Regions from separate parts of the Mus musculus genome. Here region 1 is linked to region 2. The links are chromatin contacts, called in public promoter capture Hi-C maps. All regions are on one chromosome and are shown on one strand. Each heading gives the region's core, a stretch centred on a gene start, on an enhancer-like site or on the middle of the called end of the contact. The rest is flanking DNA. Distances are from core to core; before and after follow the strand shown.

Region 1 (4,418 bases), core at 1,909-4,408, 740 kb before region 2:
TCAAGACAGAAGCCAGGGGTGGGGGTGAGGGTGGGAGGGTGGGAGAGGGAGAGATAGATGGCTCAGTGGGTAAGAGCACTGACTGCTCTCCCAGAGGTCCTGAGTTCAAATCCCAGAAACCACATGGTGGCTCACAACCATCTGTAATGGAATCTGATGCCCTCTTCTGGTGTCTGAAGACAGCTACAGTGTATTCATAGGAAACAAACAAATAAACCTTAAACAAACAAACAAAACAAACAACAACAACAACAACAAAAAAAAAAACCCAGAAGCCTGTGAAGACAGAGGCAGATACTGGAATTAGATAGCCACAAGCCAGGAGTCATGGGTATCCCCAAATTCTGGAAGAGGCAGGATGACTCTTATTAACACCATAGTGTGATCCTACCAACACCCTGATTTTCAATTTTTGTTTGTTTGTTTGTTTGTTTTGTTCTTTTGTTTTTTCGAGACAGGGTTTCTCTGTCCTGGCTGTCCTGGAACTCACTCTGTAGACCAGGCTGGCCTCGAACTCAGAAATCTGCTTGCCTCTGCCTTCCGAGTGCTGGGATCAAAGGTGTGCACCACCACGCCCGGCAATTTTCAATTTTAAATTCTAGAATGTGAAGTGGCCCACCCCTTTAATTTCAGTACCCCAGAGACAGAGGCAAGCAATCTCTGAGTTTTGGGTTGTTGGTTTTTTGTTTTTGTTTTTTTTGTTTTTTTCGAGACAGGGTTTCTCTGTGTAGCCCTGGCTGTCCTGGAACTCACTCTGTAGACCAGGCTGGCCTCAAACTCAGAAATTTGCCTGCCTCTGCCTCCCAAGTGCTGGGATTAAAGGCATGCGCCACCACTGCCCAGCATAATCTCTGAGTTCGAGGCCAGCCTGGTCTACAGAATGAGTTCTGGGACAGCCAGGGCTAAACAGAGAAACCCTGTCTCGGAAGAAAGAAAAAAAAAAAAAAAAAAACAAAAACCAAACCAAACCACCAAACCAAACCAAACCAACAAAACAAAACAAAAACAAAACCCAAAACTCAGAGATTGCTTGCCTCTGTCTCTGGGGTACTGAAATTAAAGGGGTGGGCCACTTGACATTCTAGGATTTAAAATTGAAAATCAGGGTGTTGGTAGGATCCCACTGTGGTGTTAGTAAGAGTCATCCTGCCTCTTCCAGAGTTTGGGGATACCCATGACTCCTGACTTGTGGCCATCTAATTCCAGTATCTGCCTCTGTCTTCACAGGCTTCTGTTTTGTTTTGTTTTGTTTTTAAGATTTATTTGTTTGTTTTCTATGAATACACCGTAGCTGTCTTCAGACACACCTGAAGAGGGCATTGGATCCCATTACAGATGATTGTGAGACATTATGTGGTTGCTGGGATTTGAACTCAGGACCTCTGGAAGAGCAGTCAGAGCAGTCAATCACTGAACCATCTCTGTGGCCCAAGTGTTTGTTTTCTTAAGCCATATAGTACAGTGAAAAATAGTGTTTTGAGACAAGGTTTCCCTGTATAGTGCAGGCTAGCCTCCAGCTCCAACTGCAGCCTTTTCTGCTCCAGCCTTCCAAGTGCTGAGATTACAGGAGTAAAACAGACCTTGCTTGAATCTCTCTGCTACACTAGGCCTTTAGCCTCTGGACTTTTGCTGTTGTTTTTGAGATAGGATCTCTGGTAGCCCATTATTATATCTAACTCATTATGTAGCTAAAAATGAACCTCTGGTCCTCCTGCTTTGTAGCTCTTCAATGCTGGGCTGATAGGCATTTACCACTATACCTGGTTTACAGTGGGCTTGTGGGGGACCAAACCCAGAGCCACATGCACGCTAACGCTACCAAGTTGAGCTCCAGCCCAGCCTGTTTCTGGATCTTTCCAGAAACCTTTCGCTTCATCTGGAGTTGCCTTTCTTGCCCCTTCCTTGTGGGCAAATTCCTACTGGAACAAATACAGACTTCAGGAGATTCCGCCCACCCCCACACATACACCATGAACAAATAAAGACTTCAGGAGATCACCCCCACCCCCTGCCCCCCCCCCCCACACACACCATGAAGTCATTTGTCTAGCTGGTGAGGTGAACAGAATTTGTCTTCTTTGAGGTCTGGTGGCCACCTGTGCCACCCCTATTACTGTGCAGGGACAGGCAGGGCTGACATCTGGAGGGGAGGGGAGGGGAGGGGAGGGGTGAGGAGGGGAGGGGAGGGAAGGGAAGGGCCTGGTCGGCAAGTGGTACAGATGTGGATTTCACACCAATTTGCTTCGGCTGCTAGAAACAAAGTTTGAGTCACAAGGAACACATAAGGCTCTCTGCTCTGGGCTTTCATCTTCTACACGCAGGCTCTTGGGTGGGAGGAGCTCCCGCAGCTTGGGTGGTTCCCACAACCCCTGTGAACTTCCTTAACCCTCTCCCCCTGCCCTCAACGCCCACTACCTCTGTATCCTAGCAAGATCTTCCCATCAGCGTGCTCACAGAGAAAGGGAGGCCTCTGGGTATTCAAATAGTAACAGGAAACTCATAGGGTGCTTGCTCTGGGCCAGGCCTGTTCCAAAGCCTTAATGTCGATTAATAGGTTTCAGCTTCAAACTGCACTTGTTAAATAATCCCTGGACTTCCGATCCCCCACCTCCTAAGTGCTGAGAACTGGGCCACCATGGCTCTATCTAGACTATATTTCAAGATTAGATGATAGTCGTCGAAGCCTCCCCCTCGCCCATCAGAATAATAAAATATCTTAAACGCCAAACTTTCTGGATATGAGACTACCGGGCACCTTTGTCAAATTTCTTGCCTTTTCCAGCCATACCTAGTCTATTGTCTTTTGGCTAATCATCAAGCAACACAAATCTTACTAGAACCCAGTTACTCCACGGGAGTCCTTTCACTTCCAAGTACACTGGCCACTTTCTCCCAGGTAATTTATTTAGAACTTAAGCTTGGTGTATCAAGGCCTTTTCGGTTGCCTTGGAAAGACTCTCCCAACACGGATGGGGTGTGTGTGTGTGTGATCTGTAGACACAATTCCACAAGACATGAGCCTTTATTGTGACAAATAACCTATAAGGCTCACAGGTCCAAGCAGTCACTTCCGGTCCCAACGTAGGCAACGTCACATGCGGAGTGGCGTCACGGGCACTGAAGCTTCTGATTGGCTCTGGGGACTCACACCTTACATTAGTAGCTCACTTTAGTTCCTGGGCCCAGGGCTCCGTGTGGGTGGCAGCAGGCCTCGGCAGGCACCTCCGCGCTCCTTCTGCTGCAGTCGCCGCAGCGGCCGGGCCCATCGTGGTCTCCAGGGCAGCGCGAGGCCGTGGCGGTTCAGGATGAGGCGCGCAGGGTCATAGTTGTCGTCGTCGTGGGTCTGCGCAGCACGGCCCAGCAGGAGGTAGTCAGCGCCAGGGCGCAGGCGCAGGCAGCCGCAGATTAGGTCAGCACGTGGCACCCAGGCCTCCTGGCCACCGCGGCGCACGGGCCACGCACGCTGTTTGAACACAGCCAGCACGTGCACGGCCAGCCGCCACCACTCGGGGCCCACCGCCTCAGACGGCTGCGACGACGACGCTGAAACCTGGGCGTGCAGAACTGAGGGAAGACACCACCTCAGGCAAGTGGGAGGCTAGCCCGGAGGAGGGCAGGCCTGATGAAGATGGCACCGTCACGTGGCGGTGGGAAGGGTCAGGCAAGGGCCTAGATTGGTGGTTCTCAGCTTGCGGGTCGTGACCCCCTTGAGGGACTACCCATCTTTTTCACAGTGGTCTCCTTGGACCATTGGGAAAAAGGTATTTACGTTGCAATTCGTTTGCAATTCATAACAGTAGCAACATTACAGATATAAAGTAGCAACGGGAATAATTTTATGGTTGAAAGGGTCACCACAACAGGAGGAACCACATTTGGAAGGTTGAGAACCACTGGTTTAAAGGGAGGCCAGGATCAAAGTTGGGAAGGAGTTATGTTGTGGTTTAGGATGGTGGACGCTGGTGGAATGTGAAGTGGGGGAGGGGAGAAATCCAAGATTGTGCTTGTAAGGGCCATGTGAGTTGCAGGACATGGGGGTGGAGGGTGGGAAATTGGGTGTGTGTGTGTGCGTGCCTAGAAATGGGATCAGGAAGAGTATGTGAAGCAGGGTTTTTAGGGTTGCAGTAAATTAAGAAGGATGAGGGAGGCAGAGGTCCAGAGGGATGCTCACCAGAGATCAGTCAGGGAGAGCATCCTAAGGACGTCAGATAATGCTGGCTGGGACTCTTGGAGTCATGTTCCTATTAACAGTAGCCTCAAGATTCCAGGGTCTCACTAAAATGTCGACGCTGGTCTAGAACTTACTCTGTAGCCTAAGCCAATCCAGAAGTCACTGGCGTCCCTCTGCCTCAGCCCCCTGAGAACTGAAGGTTTTGAGCTTGCACCAGCATGTTAAGCTAAGCCCAGAGCATTAGTGT
Region 2 (4,946 bases), core at 1,235-3,734:
TCTAATCTTTGCTCTCCACAAGAAGCCAATTCTTACCATGTGGGAAGGGTGGAAAAGTTGTTCCCACAATGCAACCGGGCTCTCATTCTGCATCCCACGGGAATCCATCTCTCACAATGACAATGTGTGATCACACATGTCCTAAATGTGATCTGCAATGTAGGCATTACCCCTCCCCATACCTGGCACAGCGCGCACAGGGGCCTTGGGCAGACCGATCCAAGTTCAAGACATGGTCAGCTCCCCTCCGGGAGTTCTGAAGTTGCCGTCCCAGCTCCTCCAGAATGGGTTTTACTGGGCCCAGTGCCTCCAGTTCACTCCTCAGTGAGGCGACAGACACTGCTGACCTCTCCACCCTGAGGCAGGAGAGCAACCAATGTGGATAACTTGCAATATTCAGTATTATCCCAGCACCGGAAAGTCCTCCTCTTAATACTATAGACCTGCACGGCCTGGCTTGGATGGGTCTGTCTAACTCCACTGGGGATAGAAGCCAGAGCTTCTGCTAGGCAAATGCCGAGCCAAGCTCCCATTCCCTACGGGTGGATCTCAAGCAGGGACTCAGCTTCAAAGCTAAGCCCTTAACCCATAGCAGGGGTTGAGCCACACTGCCAGCCTCTCACTGGGTCACTTAGCCCACTGCTCAAGCCTTTTCCCTCAAGGATCCACCCTCCGATTACTTCTTTCCCATGGAGCCCACATCCCTTCAGCACCTGCTGAGCCCTTACATAGTGCACAACTCATCTGCTCGTCCTCGCAGCTCCTGCAAGCCCCTTGCGGACTGTGCCTGTTCCCGCTGCGCCCGCTCCCACTGGCCCAGGAAGCCATCCAGACGGCCGCCAAGGCCTCCCAGCAACCTCAGGGCCTCCTGCACTGCCCCCTCCTCCTGATGCCACCGGGCTGCCAGCGAGGACACCTCCCTCCTGCGAGGATCAGAAGGGAAGAAAGGGTTGGGTATAAGAGTTGACTATGCATGCTATCGTCGACCTCGCCCCAAATAGATCACCAACATTTTTTTCTTTACTTTTTTTGTTTTGGGTTTTTTTTTTTCTTTTCTTTTCTTTCTTTCTTTCTTTCTTTTTTTTTTTTTTTTTTTTTTTTTTTTTTTTTTTTTTGAGACAGGGTTTCTCTGTGTAGCCTTGGCTGTCCTGGAACTCACTCTGTAGACCAGGCTGACCTCGAACTCAGAAATTCACCTGCCTCTGCCTCCCAAGTGGGACCCACCTGGCCTTGTTTTGGTTTTTAAGACAGGGTCTGTTGCCGGTTGGTGGTGAGTGACACCTTTAATCCTAGCACTTGGGAGGCAGAGGCAGGCAGACCTCTGTGAGTTTGAGGGCCAGCCTGATCTACAGAGTGAGTTCCAGGACAGCCAGGGCTGCACAGATAAATCCTGTCTCGAAAACAAACAAAAAAGACATTCTTGTTTATTGTAGTCCAGGTTGTGCTGGCATTCTCTTTGTAGACTAGGCTGGCATCGAACTCACAAAGATCCTTCAGCCTCTGTCTCCCAGTGCTGGTATTAAAAGAATGCACCACTTTGCGTCCCCCACCCCACCTCTTTTCCTTTTTTGAGTGTACGAAGTTAGCCCGGTACCACCTATGCTATCACCCAATCCTCATCTAGGTTCTGCTTCTGTGCTCACACGTTTAGCTCCCCTAAGCCCCGCCCACATCAAGCTCTTCCAATTCTCATCCACCACTACCCCTCAAGGATTTACTCTGTCCGGTCCACCCAACCGCAAACAAACCCCGCCCACGCAGGCTCCAAGCTCCTCCTAGCTCCCGCCCTTTGTTCCACCTACGGCCTGATCCACCAATTTCCTTCAGTCCCGCCCACCTCAGCTCCTCCAGGCCGGTGGAGACCTTCTGCAACTCCTGCTCGCTCAGCGAGGGTCCCTCCCCTGTGCGGACTGCCATGCCCCAGCCACTGGAGGACAGGCCTCGCTGCCGCGGGGGTTCCTCGGGGCTGCCAGGAGGACCCGAGCAGCCCTGAATGGGAGTGGCAGGGCTCAGACCATGTCGGGAGAGGCCAGCCTCCAGTTTTTGCTCCAACTCCTGCAACTCGGCCTCCTGTCTCCGGGGCGTCTCATCCTGCAGTTGCTGCTGGAGGTATCTTAGCTTCTCCTGAGCAAGGGAGGGCAACGAATCAAGGTGTTCGGCACCTTACCACCTGCAGCTAACTACACCCCATGGATCCCCGAGATTGCAAAGTAGTGTAGAGAGAGGATAGTTGGGAAGTACGCGTGCAGTGTAACTGAACTCCTGCTTGTCTTTAGGAGAGGAGATAACATTTACTCTAAACTCTGTAGTGGCAGGCAACCTATCACTCCCTTCTCCTGCCCTGCCTGCCTAAAATCAGCCCCTGCCTCTTAGGGACCGCGACAAGCTTTCTCGGCGTTCCGTTGGAAAGTGAGCTAGCAGCAAGTCTTCATTCTAGACTAGACCCGGCCTACCCAGTCGTTTCAGGCTACACCCTTGAATAACTAAGCTTCCTCAGGCTCCACCCTGGTCCCACCCAGCGAGCCCTTTTGGCTCCTCCCGTGGGATGGGCCCCTCCTTCCCCTGAGAGCCAACTCCTTCAGCCAGGTCCCAAACCCTCCTCAGTTCACTGAAGGCTCTGGAGCCTCTACACCCCTGTCCTTGTCCACCATAGCTCCTCCAACCTCCATCCCGAGACTCCACCCAAACTTCTCACTAGTTTGGGACCCTCCACACCCTCGTACCTCCAGCAAGGCAGAGTTCTGCTTCAGGACATTGGTTTTGATTTCAGCGTCTTCCACTGAACGGGTCACCTTGCGGCAGTTCTCCTGGGTCAGGACATCAGGGCGGGGGCCCTGCCTTCCCATTCCGGTTCTGCCCCCCACCTTCAGCCTCTTTTTTTGCATCGCACCTGCCCTATGTAGGACGCACCCACTTCCCAACCAAGCTTCCTTCCTAACCAAGCCCGTACTGCAGTACCCCTTTGACCATCCCGCTTCTCCTGTGCTCTTTTTGTTTTAAATTTAAAAATTCAATAGATTTTTTTTTTTTTTGAAAACGTCTTATGAGCCGGGAGGTGATGGTGGCGGCGGCCGCGGCGCGCATGCCTTTAATCCCAGCACTTGGGAGGCAGACGCAGGCGGATTTATGAATTTGAGACCAGCCTGGTCTCCAGAGTTAGTTCCAGGACAGCCAGGGTTATAAAGAGAAACCCTGTCTTGAAAAAAAAAATCTTATATGAATGGGTATTTTGCCTGTGTATATGAATATACATATGTATATGTGCAACAGCGCAGGCAGTGCCCATGAAGGCCAGAAGAGAGTGACATTTTTTGATAGCCACGAGAGGGTCTCATGTACCCCGGTTTCCAAGTCGTTATATAGCTGAAAAGAATCTTGTACTTCCAAGTTCTGAGATCAAAGGTGTGCTACCACACTCAAGCCTGAACCCGGGGTTTCCTGAATGCTAGGCAAAGCCCTCTGCCCACTGAGCCACATCCCAAGCCCTCCACGGTCCCCGCTTTTCTCATCACTTTCTCCCCAAGCCATTCCTTCCACAGCGGCTCACCTTCAACTGACTGCAGTACCCCTCCAACTCTTCTGCCTCCTGCCGTCTTCTTTCCAGATTCTCACTCAGCACAGAGCACTCGCTCTTGACCATGGAAGGGAGACAGGGTTACACAAAGGCGGGGTTAAAGCTTATACAGGGGAGCAGGCTCTTAGCTTCCGGAGGGCCGGCACAATGGAGAAAGGTGGCTACAAAGACGAGAACTTAGTTCTGGAGGAAGAGGCCACAGGGATCCTTAAGTATCATACCTGCAGAGTCTGAACGTGCTGATTAACCCGCGTGGTCTTTTCCTTCAAGCTGGTGATGGAGTCTTTGGCACGTACCAATCCACTGTTGACCCCACTCTGGTGAAGAACAGAAGACATGTATAGTTCAATACCAAGAACATTCTAGAGGCAGCAAGGGTGTATTTTCAGTTTGGTTTTGCTCTGGATGGGCATGTGGCTTTGGGCAAAGGGTGACATCCTTGAATTGAGTTCCCTTGTTTGGTAAAGCTAGAAGTAGACTAATATTCTTCACAGTGTGCTGGGACAAGAGGGGAAGACAGTTTCAGAAAAATGCCTAGAATCCCCCAGTCAGAGGAGAGGATGTGGCTCAGTGGTAGAGACACTACCTAGAACGCCCCAGTGAGGGGCTGGGGTGTGACTCAGTGACAGAGTACTTGCCAGTGTGCACAAGACCGCGGATTCCAGCCACAAATGTGTACCCCCAAAAATCCCTCCTTTTCTGTCTCCCCACTCTCTGAAGTATAAAACTGACAACATCTTGGATCGTCAGGTAGAGACCATGAGATCTCACCATGTAGCTGTGGCTGGCCTGGAACCCATAGAGTTCAGTGTGCCTCTACCTCCTGAGTGCTAGAATTAAAGGCCAGTGCCACCACGCCTGCTTCCTGTGCTCAGTTGTTACCAGCTGCTCTGAGACTAGGCTGCGGCTTGTGCCCTGTGCACTCTTCTCTGTCTTTGTGCTATAGCAGTGAGATTTGTTACATAACCACTGGCATTTATCCTCGTTTCTCAGTGAGATAAAGACTTTAAATTAGAGTGCCTCTGCAGCTAGCTGAGCCCATGTGGCCATGACAGGTGGGTGGGCGACGTGGATGGGCCGTATGGTGTGGACACTGCATGGTGTGTTGAAAGGACAGGCATGGCTTCCTCCCCTTCCTCTTCCTCCTGTTCCTCAGCTTCTGCTTCCTTTTCCTCGTCCCCTTTCTCTCCTGATTTTTATCTTTACTTTCTTTCTCTCTTAATTTTTTAAAGGGATCTGACTGTAACCCATTCATGAAATGATGGACTGAACAATCCTGGAGATGCCCCCGCCTCAGCTCCTTATGTATTGGCATCACTGACTAGAGCTCTGCACCTGTTCTCCCTACCTTTTGAGACAGTCTTACCCCATC

What was found. Promoter capture Hi-C pulls out the DNA fragments that hold promoters and counts their contacts.
Region 1: a contact with region 2 is called in a promoter capture Hi-C map of liver, with 5 times the contacts expected there. The contact joins the promoter of Sec1 here to the enhancer-like site in region 2. A contact is called at or near these places in 3 of 39 promoter capture datasets (the C10 cell line, hippocampal neurons and liver), 2 of 115 datasets of contacts at active chromatin or transcription factors (astrocytes and pancreatic cancer cells) and 2 of 9 other capture datasets (liver and macrophages).

What each region holds. Positions count from the first base shown.
Region 1 is chr7:45,693,142-45,697,559 of GRCm38.p6, reverse strand. It overlaps Sec1 (secretory blood group 1), which reads left to right and starts at 3,158. Exons shown (of 4, transcript NM_001271578.1): 1 at 3,158-3,586. It overlaps Ntn5 (netrin 5), which reads right to left. Exons shown (of 7, transcript NM_001358870.1): 7 at 3,004-3,564. The coding sequence ends at 3,170.
Region 2 is chr7:44,949,724-44,954,669 of GRCm38.p6, reverse strand. Tsks (testis-specific serine kinase substrate) reads right to left here. Exons shown (of 11, transcript NM_011651.2): 3 at 3,796-3,891; 4 at 3,548-3,631; 5 at 2,724-2,834; 6 at 1,838-2,124; 7 at 729-923; 8 at 183-356. Among named protein-coding and RNA genes, the nearest start is that of Tsks, 9.0 kb to the right of the region's middle. Within about 2 kb of position 2,484, at least 261 of the 459 cell types and tissues checked have an H3K27ac peak or open chromatin away from gene starts, as enhancers often do. A contact at or near this core is called in astrocytes, hippocampal neurons, liver and 1 more, where this site is marked.